Regions from separate parts of the Mus musculus genome. Here region 1 is linked to region 2. Evidence: chromatin contacts called from public Hi-C data. All regions are on one chromosome and are shown on one strand. The core of a region is the stretch at or near the end of the contact, and the rest is flanking DNA. Distances in the headings are between cores, read along the strand shown.

Region 1 (2,700 bases), core at 185-2,684, 270 kb before region 2:
ACACACACACACACACACACACACACACACACGTGTACACTCTTGAAGCCACATGCTTACACACATATACATGGAGACACCCTCGGGCGAACACAGCTATCCCTGCAGCCTCATCGACAGAGACACCTTCACATTCAGAGACACATCCTCACATATCCATGTGCACGTTCACACACAAAGGGACTGGGATGGAGAGGGACTCATGGTATGGAGAGATGACGCTCAGCCATCTGGGCACATGGGTTCTGATACATACATTCACACAAGCTCCATTGCTTTCTTCCACACACCCCAACATACATACAAACACATATGTCCCCCCCACGCAGAGCACCATGCCCCCTCCTCCCCTCCTATGGAGACACACACCACATACAACCCCCGCAGAACCTCCCGCCCCCTGCCAGACACAGAGACACTGCCACCCCCCCGCCCTGCACTGAGACAAACCCAAATCCCCCACACTAGAAAAATGTGCCCCTCCGCCATACCATCACCCCCTGATACAAACAGCTCCTCCCAATCCCCTCCAAACGGAGACCCCCTAAACAGACACACATAGAAGATGTATTTTCAACAGTCTCTCTTTGGTCAGCTGCTAAAGGCTCAGATCCATAGACTTGGAGCCCCAGCAACCTCTACTGCTCCCCAGACTTCCTAGACCCCAATCCCTAGTCCTTTGGGTTGTCCCACCAGCCTCCCCTCCTCCTCATCTGCCGGTCCTTACCTGCTCATACCAGTCCCGGTTGGTACAGGTGCACTCGGGCCACCAGCCGGGGCCACTGCCGTTGAGTTTTGGGGTGCTCTTGCCGGGGACTGGCTTAGGGGGCACTGGCCCCACATCTCGGCCTGTGGGGATGAGCTTGGCCTTGGTGCGAGGGGTGGGGGTAGCCCCTGCCTGTGAAGGCAGGGTCTGCGAGCTGTAGCCTCCATAACCGGAGCTAGCCCCATTGCCCCCACTTGGCCCATAGGGGTCCGGCACCTGCCAGTCCCCGTAGCCAGGAGGCTCAAGACGCCGCAGGGCGGCCAGGCGGGTCACCTCATAGCACTCGGGGCACTTACAGCAGTGCTGGTGCTTGTGCATGGCACTGCCCCCCGCGGCTCGGACCCCCCAGCCCACGCCAGTTTCCACGCCGCCGCCGCCGCCGCCGGGCTCCCTAGCACACTCGCACTGCTCAGACCAAGAAGGAGGGGGCACCCGTGGGGGTGCCCTGGCTGAGCGGGGCCTGGGGCCGGGCGGGCGTCCTGGGGCCTCTGCCCCCACGCTGCCCCGCACCCATGGCTCCCCCTCCAGCACTGGCGGCTCCGTGTCGCCCGTTGTGGCTTCTGGGCCGAGGCCCAGCGGCAAAGAAGAATCGGGCGCCCAGGCAAAGGCTAGGTGCGGCGAGAACCTCTTCTGCTCAGGTCCCCAGGATGGATCTGAGTGGAGTCAAGAGCATCTCTCCCTGGCTCCCTTCTCAATTGATTCCAGCCAATCAGAGCGCAGAGTCAGGCAGCGGCAGCGGCAGCAGCAGGAATGCTAAACAGCGGCTTCTTAAAGGAGCAGAAGCAGAGGCGCCCCCCCACCCCCCGGACTCAGACACATCTCCCCTATTCTGTGGAGTTACTGGCAACCCTAGTCTAGGTGGCTGAGATTTGGGCCACTAGAGAGCTGAAGAGTATGATCCTGCGATCCTGTGTTCTCGTGTTGCCAATTTCAGGCTGTCTTCTGCCCGCTCCACCCCGCCCCACTGGCAAGAGGGAGTTGCAGTGAGATGCTCAATGGGTCCCTAAGCTTGCTCTAAGCTAGGGCCATCAGAAGTAAAGGCAGCAATAGAACCGATCAAAGGGGCATCTGGACAGGGTGCGCGAAGTGCTGCCTCCTGCAGGGGACCAAGGAAAAGGGCAGCATCCAGGTCTGTCAGCGCATCCTCATCAGGACCATTGTTCTTTCATTTCCTAGGCCCTGTAATGAGTATCTCTCACAGTCGACCTTTCTTACATCACCAGTGAGAGACTAACCTCAGAACCGGCAACGAGAGAAAACTATTTATGCCTGCCTCCGACACTTCTGCCTCCACTCCATGGTTATGTTAGGGAAAAGAGGCTTGAAATGTTACGAGGAAAGGGAGTTCGGGTACAAGGAAGTGGTAAGAAAAGATCTAAAGTGAAAGAAGCCAATTCTTTGGTTCTGGCACAGCACCCAGGAATCCCGATTGAAGGAGGTCTCCTTGACTTCTCCTCGCTCACGCTGTTGGAAGGTGGGGAAAGGGTAATCATAAGACAGAAAGAATCTTTTTTTTTTTTTGAGACAGAGTGATCATCCTGCCTCAACTACTTGATTGGTGATATTACAGGTGCCACCCAGGCTAGCTTTTTGTTTCTGTCCTTGTTTTATCTTTAGCAGACAATGACTGAATCGTTACAAAGTCTGAGGTGCAAACAAAAGTCTCTATCAAGGCAGTACTAAAGGTACCTCCATTCTACCAATAAGAACTGTAAGCTCAGCGGTGCTAACACAACTAGGTAGCATAACTGAGAGATGAAAGTTCTTGCCATTTGACTGGAACCCATGCTCTAAACTACTCAGATAAGCACTGTGCTCTAAGTTCTGCAGATTTTAGGTCTCCGTTTCATTTAACAGACATTAATTGAGCACTTACCCGGTGTAAAGCCATCACATGGGTGTTGTGAATAGAGACTTGGGCTTAATTCAACAGA
Region 2 (2,700 bases), core at 40-2,539:
TTGCTCAGTAAATAGTTCAAGATATTGTGTACTTTTGAAATATTTACCCCATACAAACAGCATTATGCAGTGACATGGAAAAGGTTGTGGTATACTTTGATCAACCTAATGGTTAGAATAACACTGCTACTAGTGATGACCCTAAGGTGTGTGTTGAGGGGCTGGGGGGGTGGTCCTGAAGTTTTAGCACAACCCCCTCAACAATGGCACAAAGGCTTGTTAAGATTCAGGAAAGTTTGCTTTCACCAGGGTCTATGTTCATTAAGAACCAAGAAAATAAAATACACTATTCTGTAGTACACACACACACACACACACACACACACCACACAAACACATGCACCCCCAACTACAGCCCTCAAATTACAGCCATTGACCCACCTCTCTATTTTAGCCTGTCTTTGAGATGCCATAGCAACGAGATTTGGATAGGCCATGGAGGAGCTAGCAGTATTATTTTCAGCTGAGTTAGTCTTGGTTTGGGGTAGCTGAAACTCTGCCACATGATAGCAATGACACTGAGTTAAGAAATGTACGAAGTGTTCTCGAGCCCGCTGCAAATGATCTAGACGCTTGCTGGGGTTGACTTGTTTCATGGTGAGGGCTCCTTGCAACGCTGGCACCATCAGGTACTTCAGGTCGGTGGAAGCAATCTCTTCCAGATCTTCATTTCGGCTGCAAAGAGCAAAGAGGAGGCCGTGAAGCCTGGTTGAGCATTAAGCCGTGGCCCCTGCTTCTAGGGAAGAATAGGGCTGGGAGAGAGTGGTGCAAAGACATTGGCCAGATTAAAAAGAAAGTGGCTGAGCTTGCATACCCAAGGACCAGGCAGTCAGCCGTACACGAGGGAGCATTGTTCTGGGATATTAAGCATCTCAGAAGAAAAGTGGAGAATGGAAAGAATGTACACGGGTGAACAAGTAGGAACCGCGCGGTTTTAGCCTTAAAGGTCCTTTCCACCCAAGTGCAATGGCTCTGCCCTTGCTAGCCATTCCTTCTCTGCGGTTCCTGCCCTCTCCCCCGTACCTGAACAAATCAAGCTGCGATAACATTCCAGCAGCCTTCTCAAGGAGTTCTAGTCCTTTGGACACCTTATCCTGGATTGTTCGGGAGCCGGTGGGTTCAGTTGCTACTTCCACGTCCTCCAGAAGTTTTTTGCTTGTTTCAAAGAGCTCCGGAAGCCGCGGCAGCAGTAACTCGTCTTCAGACGCTGCCATCTTGTGGAAAGAAAGAAACCCGGAAGAATTTCTACCGAAGTCAAAGGTAAACTCCATAAAGACGAGCCCTAAAGCTCTCACGACACAGGAAGCAGTAGTGCATTGGCCAGCGACTTGTTACCAAAGCTTCCCAAATGACTTCTGGGAATCGCAGTTTTCTGGCCCTGGCAACCGTTTCCAGGGACTCATTTTCAGCCAGCCGCTTGTTTTAAAGTCGTCTGTGCTGTTTTACTAAAGATGGGCTCCACGTGGCCAGAAGTGGACTTGCAAGTTCCTAGTACTCTGAGGCACAGGAGTGGCGGGGCTGATTTCCAAACTCCAGCCAGCGTGAGTAGGCGAACGTGTTCCATGCTTGGAGAACCACGAGCCTGCTATGCCAGAGAAGTCAAGTCGTTCCCCCAAGGAAAGTCCTGCTAGTCAGCGGCCACTCTCTCGGTTTCCGGGTCTGCTTACCCTAGAGGACGTGAAGTTGTAAGTCGCGCTCTCGATCAATGCCCACCCACCGCGCCACAACCTTCTGTCCCCTATACACTCGAACACCCTTTGAGCCAGCACCCTGTGAAACCTTTCTCTTTGATCAGGAACATTTGAAAACTTGCAACTCCTATCTACCAACAGCCGGCTGCCTTCCTTTCTTGGAACTTTCTTTCCAGGTCACACTTCTATGCAGTCTTTGGTTCTCTCCCCATATACTGTGCCTTTCACCTCGCCGTTCGGATTTCTTCTGTGCACGCATACAGCACGGACCACACTGCATTAATAGCTAGTGTTTTATAAAATCTCCCTTCCAGAATGATTATGAGCCATCTTAGCACCTCCTCTGGCTATCCTTCATACTGAAGTTACCCAGAGTCATGATATATAAATAGAAAAATAAAGCGATCTCTTTGGAAATCAGCTCAGCTTTGCAGATACTAGATGGCTGGCTACCTAGTGCTCAGGTGTGCTTATCTTAAATTTAGATGTGTTGTAAAAGTAAATTACAGGTCAGATTTTGATTATATAATCAAAACATGTAAAAATATCTCAACGCTTTGACTATATGTTGAATGATAATATTTTTGAGACAGGGTCTTTTGTAATCCAGTCTGGCTTTGAAGCGCGATGGCCTTTACCTTCCAATCCCATGTGCAGGGATTACAAGAGCGTGTCACCACATTTGGTTCCTAGGGATTGAACTCAGGGCTTTGTGCATTCTACACAAGCGCTCTACCAGTTGAACCACACACACCCAATAATAGTATTTTAGTATATTCAGTTATGCGTTCTTAAATTTTCTTTGTTTTTAAAAATAGATGCCAACTATTTTTTTTGTTATTATTTTTTTGTTGTTGTTTTGAAACAAGTTCTCAAACTTGCTATGTAGGTAAGGATGATATTGAACTTGAGATCCATGGTTTCTACCTCCTGAGTGATGGTTACACCTGCAAAGTAGTACAGTCATACACGTGGTTTATGCTGGGGATTGAACATAGAGCCAGCCTTG

Evidence for each region. A called contact is a pair of places that touch in the nucleus more often than the background predicts.
Region 1: a Hi-C map of cerebral cortex shows a contact between it and region 2, with 4 times the contacts expected there. The contact joins the promoter of Dlg3 here to the promoter of Igbp1 in region 2. A contact is called at or near these places in 1 of 39 promoter capture datasets (the C10 cell line), 3 of 484 Hi-C or Micro-C datasets (CD4 T cells, cerebral cortex and cortical neurons) and 1 of 9 other capture datasets (pancreatic islet).

The regions. Positions count from the first base shown.
Region 1 is chrX:100,766,456-100,769,155 of GRCm38.p6, reverse strand. Dlg3 (discs large MAGUK scaffold protein 3) reads right to left here and starts at 1,434. Exons shown (of 21, transcript NM_016747.4): 1 at 728-1,434. The coding sequence starts at 1,084.
Region 2 is chrX:100,492,880-100,495,579 of GRCm38.p6, reverse strand. It overlaps Igbp1 (immunoglobulin (CD79A) binding protein 1), which reads right to left and starts at 1,289. Exons shown (of 6, transcript NM_008784.3): 1 at 1,024-1,289; 2 at 382-675. The coding sequence starts at 1,214. It also overlaps a transcript of Awat2 not described here.